2 separate regions of the Mus musculus genome follow, and region 2 is linked to region 1. Evidence: chromatin contacts called from public HiCAR-type data. All regions are on one chromosome and are shown on one strand. The core of a region is the stretch at or near the end of the contact, and the rest is flanking DNA. Distances in the headings are between cores, read along the strand shown.

The links. HiCAR-type assays count read pairs that join an accessible place to other places.
Region 2: a contact with region 1 is called in a HiCAR-type map of fibro-adipogenic progenitors, with 2.5 times the contacts expected there. The contact joins two enhancer-like sites. A contact is called at or near these places in 2 of 15 datasets of contacts at CTCF or cohesin (the NIH/3T3 cell line and large pre-B cells), 4 of 484 Hi-C or Micro-C datasets (the G1E-ER4 cell line, bone marrow-derived macrophages and nephron progenitors) and 2 of 115 datasets of contacts at active chromatin or transcription factors (CD8 T cells and fibro-adipogenic progenitors).

What each region holds. Positions count from the first base shown.
Region 1 is chr12:79,382,103-79,386,590 of GRCm38.p6, forward strand. All of the region lies in intron 7 of Rad51b (RAD51 paralog B), which reads left to right. Among named protein-coding and RNA genes, the nearest start is that of Rad51b, 87 kb to the left of the region's middle. Within about 2 kb of position 1,654, at least 74 of the 459 cell types and tissues checked have an H3K27ac peak or open chromatin away from gene starts, as enhancers often do. A contact at or near this core is called in the NIH/3T3 cell line and fibro-adipogenic progenitors, where this site is marked.
Region 2 is chr12:79,487,670-79,491,673 of GRCm38.p6, forward strand. The region is part of intron 7 of Rad51b (RAD51 paralog B); the gene reads left to right. Among named protein-coding and RNA genes, the nearest start is that of Rad51b, 190 kb to the left of the region's middle. Within about 2 kb of position 1,377, at least 102 of the 459 cell types and tissues checked have an H3K27ac peak or open chromatin away from gene starts, as enhancers often do. A contact at or near this core is called in the NIH/3T3 cell line and fibro-adipogenic progenitors, where this site is marked.

The DNA.
Region 1 (4,488 bases), core at 404-2,903:
CCTTTGCTTACACTCTCCTGTCTCCCCTCCTGTTTTTTCAATTCTTTACTTCTTTTGTCAACCCAAATCTCATTATGTTCTTTCCATTCTCGTAAAGCCACTTTAGACTGTTTCTGGCCCAAGTAGTTCTTAAACTTCAAATTCCTGTTGTATTAACATGTAATGCCAGCACAGTTTATTTCTCTATTTTTAATTTGTTTAAGTGGGTTAGTTAATTTCTCTTTCCAAAGAGAATTCCAATTTTCCAAATGCAATATCCTTTACTTCCTGTGTGCCTTTTGCTGAATGCTCTGATTGAGCAGCTAGGAACCTTGACTTGACTGTAAAACCTTCTCCCCAGGATGCTGCTGAACGAAGGATAACTCCCAGAGCCATGCATGGGGATTAGCTGACTTTAGTATGGTATGCGGCTACATTTCATCAGTTTCCTGATGAATTGCTGCATGAAGAGATTAATTAAAGAAAACCCTTCCCCTTTGGCTAACCATCAGAATTGGCAGTTAGCCTTGAGATGTCAAAGCAAAAGTGTACAGGTTGCCTGGAGCAGGACAGATAGGAACACTGACCCCTATCCTACTTCATTATGGGCTGGCCAGGTTCTTTTACTGAGATAAGCAGAATTTATTAGATAAACAAGAAATTTACTTCTATTTTTTAAAGTTTCCATGAATTTGATACACATACACAAACACACACACACACACACACACACACACACACACACACGAGAGAGAGAGAGAGAGAGAGAGGGTGAGAGAGAGAGAGAGAGAAGACAAATAACTGAAATTTAGTTTCATCATCTTCTCATTCACTGAGAAAAGTTAAAATAATAATAATATAAGTTTACAACCTGAAATAGCCTGTAAATAATGTGGCTAATTGTGTTCCATAGCATTCTTAGTACTTTTAGTACATTCTGGAAGAATGAGTCCAGAGAGCATGCCAGTGGGAAAGACAGCTGGGCTCTTTTAGTGACGTTAAGTTCTGTGCTTAGCTAAGACACAGCTCTGTTTGCATTGTTAGTTTTAACCTTCTCTCAGTTTTCCTCCTCCTCCTCATTGTCTCCTTTGTACCCTAAAGACTCAGGGAGAATATTTGCTTAAAGTCAGAGGACAGAGGCACATTCATCTTCTTGTTCTAAAATGGAAAATAAGGTATTTTTTTCATCAGTATGTTCTGATCATGGTTTCTTTTTCTCCATCTTATCCCTGTCTCCATGGCTCCAATAATAAAGACTCTCTCAAAACCCCTAGAATTAAAGAAAAAAGAAGAAGAAGAAGCTCAAGAAAAACTCTCTCTCTCTTCCACACACACACACACACACACACCATAAAAACACAATCAGAAACCATAATATACCAACAAAAGACCAGATGATAAACAGTTGCCCAAACAAAGCAATATGAGACACAAAAGTGTACAAATATTCAGCTAAGTATGGTTTGAGTTGACCTACTGCTGAGCATGAAGCCTACCCTGAAGTGTGGTTTATATACATAGTGAGGCTCCACTGGAGAAAACCGATTTTTGAAAAATATTCTCTTTCTCAGGGCCAGGACCCATCTGACTAGAACCCATGCAAGCCCTGTGCATGCTGCCACAGTCTCTGGGAGCTCACTCGTGAGTCAGTCCCCTGGTATCTGGAAGTGTTTTCTTGATGTCAGTCATGCCCCACCCCTCTGGCTCTTTCAGTCTCTCTGCCTCCCCTTCTGCACAGTTCTCTGAGCCTTGAGAGGACGGCTTCCATGAAGACATCTTTTTAGGACCCAGTACTCCAAAGTCTCTCCCTCTGCCAATTCTTGTCAGGTTGTAGGTAGGTCTCTCTGCTTCATTCCCATCTGTTACAAGAGGGAGCTTCTCTGCTGATGCCTGAGACACTGATTCAACATTTGTCTTTTTCCATTAGAGCCATCGCATAGTCTGTTTAGGCTTGGTTTTAGGATTACTTATAATTTGAGTCTGTGATTCAGGTTATTATTTGAACATTTTTGGTTTCCTTGTGGCTAAATTACTGATGTTTATACAAAACTAAAACCCAACAAAACAAAACAAAAACCAGTCTCTCCCTGTTATTTGTGCATATGTGTGTTTAAGGAAAAAAAAAATCCTTACTCTATTGCAGAAATACTTGAATTAGAGAAATTCAAGGGCTAGAAAAGATTCCACCTTTTGACTATTGCCTTTGGTCCTTTGCTAGTGATTTTGGGGGAGTGGGGTGAGGGATCATGCCCTTGGGAAAGCAAGACATACAGGATATGTAAATACACATTTACTGTCTAGATCACCCCAGTACCTCCTGTCTGCAGCCCAGCCTTCCATAGAGCATCCTGGTGATAGCCACCCTATGATGGCTCTGGGTTGTCTTCTCGTGAGTCCTGTGTGCTCTGCACAGGCACCACTCCTGCTCTATAGAAAGGAGGTAAAGAAATGAGGGGGAGCAGCAGGCTTGGGGGGTGTCAGGAGGAGCCTGGTGCGGCTCTTTGAAGAGTCTGCTTAGCCTTCTCTAGCTGCCCCCCTCCCCAGCCCCATTCCTTTTCCCGACACTTCACTATTTGGATAAGGAATTTAAAATAAAAATTAGCTCATTTGCTTACATATTTCAGACCAGTTCTTTAATAATCTCCCATGTCCTGAAGAATCTTACAGTTTTTACTTGATTTCCATCTTTCTTGATCACTCTGCTGTATTTTATACAAAGTTAACATTCCGTTCTCCACGAAAGGGGAAGGATTTACTGAATGCGATGCTTGCCACACGAACCTTTCTCTAATCAGGCTTACTTGAAAGTGTGTATTTCACTGAGTGGCATTTGCAAATTGTTTTCCTCCCTACCCCACCAGAGCTGACAATATAAAAATGCTTCCATATGCCGAAAGCTGGCCGATTTATCTTGCTAGCAGGGTGTGTGTTCAGGGTGGGGTGCAGAGGGGGCAGTGTACTTTACTCCCTGGTTATGATATAAACATGAAACTGCGAAGTGCGGAGGTTTTGCAAGGAAAGCCCTGAGTTCACTGGGAACAGCTCTAGAGCCCCGAGGCTTCACTGCTGTTAGAGATAAGTGTTAAGAGTTGTTTTTACCCCACAAGAGTAAAATTTAAAAGTGCAATTATGATTTGCATATAGCTTGAAAATATTTAATTGAGTACAGTTAGAACAGAGCATTCAATTCTAATTTTGAACAGGCCTGAACATTTTAAGTAAATAAATAATTTTGCTTGACTACCTCAAGGCATTTCAGAGCTGCCACTGGAGGCTCCGTGATCTTCCCAGAGTTAACTGTTCCCCTCTCCACCTGCTCTGCCTGGTGTCACCAGCAGAGTCTAAACGCCACGCCCTTCTTTACACTGATTCTATTTACCTTGTCCCCTCACCATTTCTCCACAAGCCTGATTTATAGTTTCCTCCAGAGCGGTGGTTCTCAACCTGTGGGCATACTTGTCATTGGTAAATGTGACGGTCACATAATTTCTGCAAGTAAACAAATGGGCTGAGCTAGGTGCCTCTATGGTGTGTGTGTGTGTGTGTGTGTGTGTGTGTGTGTGTGTGTGTGTGTAGATTTATGTGCATGTGTGCATGTGAAAGCCAGAGGTCAACCTTGGGTATTGTTCTCCATCATTGTCTACCTTGTTCTCTGAGACCGAGTCTCTCACTGAGACCTAGAGCTTGCCTAGGTTAACCCAGATGGCCAGCAAGCCCCAGGTCTACCTGACCCTGCATTCCTAGTACTGAGAGTCCAAGCTTGAACCACACCATGCTTTCTTCCCCAAGTAGGGTTCGCTCCAGCCAGAGCTAGGTGTTTATTAAAAAGATTTCATTTGTTCTTGGAAGTCATAGCAACCCCTTATGAGTAAGTTAATAATAACTTGCCCATCTCTCTGAATTTATTTCATAAATCCAGAACACATTATGGATTATTCATAAACATTGTTGGTTTATTTACTGGAATTCTTTCAAAGTCACTCTTTACCTGAGGCATTAGTAAATTATCCTCCTCTTCCTCCTTGTTTGTTTGTTTGCTAGGCTGGTTTTTTTTTTTTTTTTTTACATCTTATTTTTGATTGATGTTTAAGTTAGCATGCAAAGCAGTGGGTATCATTACGGCCTTTTCAGACATGTGTGTTCTCATACATTTTTCTTGTTCGCCCCCTCCCAACACTCCTCGCTTTTACATTCAAACCCTTTCCAAATCTGGTACCAAGCTTTCTTCTTCCTTTTTCTTCTCTTTGAATGTGGTCTTCACATTTTGTCCTTGTTGGCCTAGATCTCACTAGCTCAAGAGATCGTCTTGCCTAAGCTTCCTGAGCAGCTGGAACTGCAGATGTGTATCCTGGCTCTTCTATAAGGTCTTATTTTAGCTTATAGGTTGATTAAGGTAGAATCAACCTATAATTAATTTCAATTTCTTTCTATAGAAAAAAATTGAAAAAGTATAAGTATAGTACAATCAAGTCTTATAAGCCATTCACACATTTTTATCTATTGTTCACA
Region 2 (4,004 bases), core at 127-2,626, 110 kb after region 1:
CTGCCTGTTCCCCTAAAAGAAAATTAACCACATCCGTGTAAGCAATTTAACCTTTTGAAAAGTGGGATTATAATCAACTCCTGGTGGCATTTGAAAGGTTTTACTGAAAAGACCTTTACGCACATGAAACAGCGTGGGGTTTCATTTACACTTCTTGGACAGCCAGCTCTGCTGGCCCTGTTGTGATCTGACTCAGTGTTCCTGCAGGTTCTGAGTATCTCATAACAATGCATTAACTCCCTGGGTTCCATGATTAGTAGGCCGTGGGCTGGGGACCTGTACCATGATAGTTATATTATCTGGCACAAGTAGACGTTTGAAAGGTGGAAGTCCTTTTCTCAATTTAGAAGAAGTGTAATTTTTAGTGGAAGTGCATCTTATAATAAGTATACATGAAAAGTGGTGCCTTCATTTTGGAAATGTCTCAATGGAGCCAGAAATCCTGCCTGATGTAGGTTCAGCCTTGTTTTTCCCGTTCTTCCCGATGCTCCGTGAGGCAACTGAGGAAACAGGGTCATCACAGTAAGTCAAGCCTCTGCATTCCTGACGGCAGAGCACGAGTGTTAGGAACCCCCTTTTTTTCAACAGCAGATTGCTGCGATGCGGTACCTTCTGATTTCTAATGAGACACGAAGGCCTCTGTGTACAAGACAGTTTCGCACTTAGATGCTGACGGCTTTGTTCTCTGAGGCCATAGAGGTTATTTTTCCTAAGTTGGAAGAGTAGACTAGCTTCTTGGTGTACACTGAGTTTGCAAGTTTTTTTTTCTTTTTCTTTTCTCTTTTCTTTTTTGTTCTTGCTGATGTTCTTTTTTAATGATGAATAGCCCTTGAAATTCTGTAATACTAAAGGGGAAAGTCAGGTTGTCTTATTCTCATTTCAAAGATGAGATGGATGTACAGTTGAAAGAGATTATGCAACTTTCTCAAGCTCTCATGGAAAACAGGTGACAAAGCTAAATTTTCCCACACAATGTCATATTGGGATGAGAAATGCATCCTCCTTAGCGTATTACATCAATGAATCGTGTGCTTTGAGAAGCACTCGGGCCAGCGGGAACATCGCTGAACCTCATCCCAGGCACACGAGAAAAACGGTCTAAATCTAGGCCTGTGTTGTTCATTCATGTACATAGCATTCAGAACAAAGTCAGTTCTACATCAGGCCCTTGGAATCGCAGGCCGTCAGGGAGTGAGAAATTGATTGTCTTCTGTTACTTCTCCTTTTTAATCCCCTCATTTTCTCTGGTTGGTGTTCTTAGATGCCAGAGGCCAGTCGCTGCTGCCAGATGACTGGGCTCTGCTGGCTCATCAAGGGGCCGTGGCAGCACTTGTTTCCATGAGAGCTGGAAGACCAGATGCAATGGAAAAAGCACAGGCCGTTGTTTCTAAGTAGCTGGCAGTGTGATTCACAGTGGCCTGTATAATGTGAATGGAATCTGATAGCTCTTGGAACCGGGCTTCATGAGTAAAGTTACCGTGTTGGCAAGCTGAGCAGAGGCGGAGTGCTTGGTTAACATGTTCATATCCGGGCTTTTAGGAATAATCTGTGCAGTTTAACTTCAGCTCTTTCGGGTTTCCAAGTAGACTAGATATTCCTGAAAGGGGTATTGCCCAATTTCTAGGTGTATTTAAGGGATGTGATTTTTGAAGGCAAATTCCTTTTTGTGTGACAAGTAAATTAACATTAAACATCATGTATTCTGCCATGAAATTCAGTGGTAGGTTGTTCTTAGGACTCCATTTCTAGACATGCGTGGTGGCTTATGCCTTTGGTCCTAAGGCTGAGATGGCTGAGGCAGGAGGGCCTAGGAGTTCATGATAACATAACCAAGCCTTGTCTCAGCAAGGCAAAGCAAAAGGACAGTGAATCCTTCTACTTCTAAAGAAGCCCGTTCTCAGAGTCATTTAAAAGGTGTAAGAAATATAGTAGGCCCCAGGGGTCTCATGAGGGCAAATGAAAATAGAGTTTTCAAAGTAGTTGTAAACTAACAATGGAGTCACAGCAGCATAATAACTCATAATAATTCAGATGTTTTCCCAGGGATTTTCTGACTTTGACATAATAATTATGAATAAATGGTGGCTGCATTATATACACCTGTGTTTTGTAGTCATGTAGTTTCTTTATGCTAATGTTGTTGTTCCCTATAGTAACAACAAAAATATGTTCATTAGACTATAAATATTCATATTCATCCTTAGTCCTTTCCTTGTCTATCAAGCTCTATCCAGCCTTAATTCCTAATGCATTTACTGCCTTTTTTTGTTGTTGTTGTCATTTATTGTCTTTTTCTGGGTAATCACTTTGCTCTTTTGTGTGGCGGGGGGAGGGGAACTCTGGATAATTGCAAATGTCTTGCTATCCTTATGGACTAATCTGTGTTCTGTCCGCCTACATCATCACAGGCTTTATTGTGAGTCGCAGTCAGAAGAGTTCTAGGCAAATGAGAAGGGTTTTATGTTGCGACACCTCCATCAGTCTCGATTGCTGAGCTGAAGAAGAGGCTGTGCAGTGACTCTTGTGACAGCGGAGGTGCTCTGAACTCCCTGGATGGATGCCTCACCTCCAGCATCTGCTCCATCCCCAGAAGCGAGCAGCTTGTTTTCCAATCAAGGCGTACTCTGCAATTCGACCCTTTTTTTTGGAAATTAGGTATACTTTCCAGCATATATGCTTAGAGGCCCTTGGGTATTTGAACCATTTCCTAGTCTACTTTCCCAGACATAAGAGATACCATGTGTGAAGTATGTGGAATGAAAATGTCAAGGTGTTTGGGTGGGTTCTTTCTACAGAAAATATATTTGCTTATTGCAGTTTCTCTGCGAAGACTTTAAAGTGATTTAAGGACAGTTTAAAATCACCTCTTTAGAGCTGAAATAATTTATGTCTGCTGTGTAAATAGAACCTTCCAGAGTATGAACCGATGAGCCACCTCAACTCCCACCTCTTTTATGAAGCCTTCCTCAGTGCCCTTGTTAATAAGAAGAGTAGTCATCCTCTGCTTGCCTTTCCCAAAACACATTGACCTTTCCTGAGCGTGGTAATATCATAGCCCAGTCGACCTTGAACTCCAGTTCTTTCATCTCTTTCTCGTTCACTTTTGAAATTAGAGAAGGGCTTTTGTTAGGCTCATGCCCCCCCCTCCGCCCCAGCTATACATCCCAACTGTTGTACTACCCCATGCCCACCCTACCTGGGTTCCCCTCTGCCTATTGCCTCCTCAGTGCTGCGATTATATGATCTTAAAAGCAATTGCCATCCACATACTGTGGAATGATTCATTTATGTAGCTGTCTCTTCTATTACACTCTGAATTCCATGGGGACAGAGCCATGCTTCTCCACCTGTGTTTCCCAGGGCCAGGCGTGGTGCTGGCACACAGAATTACGTTTCTATTGGATGAATGCTGGACTTTATTCATCTTGCGTATATATGGATTTGGAAAGGCAAAAGCCCATTTTCCACAGTTAACTGTACTGCAAAACAGTTTGAGGAAACTATTGCATCTTATAGTAACATATCCATGTACATCTCTGGAGAGCTGTGAATGCCAGTGTATTCCACTTCATTACATTTATCTTTCATGGCAGGAAAGTTATGTTTGTTTCCTTTTACTTTAAAACCCAAATTTGGTAGTCTGTCATTTCTTGTAGAAGGTTAAAAGTTGATTCAATTAAACTTTTTTTTTGAATTCCCATTATATCTAGTGATAGAACTGCCTGTCAAGTGGCCTGTTCTACCATTTTCCACCTAAGAAATGTAAGCAGCCTGTGTCTTGGCATCACACCTAATGCCCAAGTTCCCACCATAGCGCCTAGAGAGTATGAGAGGTGATCAATAAGTATCTACTGAATAAAATGTATCTATGAACAATTAGAAAAACCTATAGAATTTCTTCAGAGTAGAAGTTGGTTTTACTGTTTGGGAAGGGTTGGTGGGGTCCAATGAATTTTCAGCTTCAAACAGCTGGAACTGCTTGAATATGATATTGCAGACTTAGC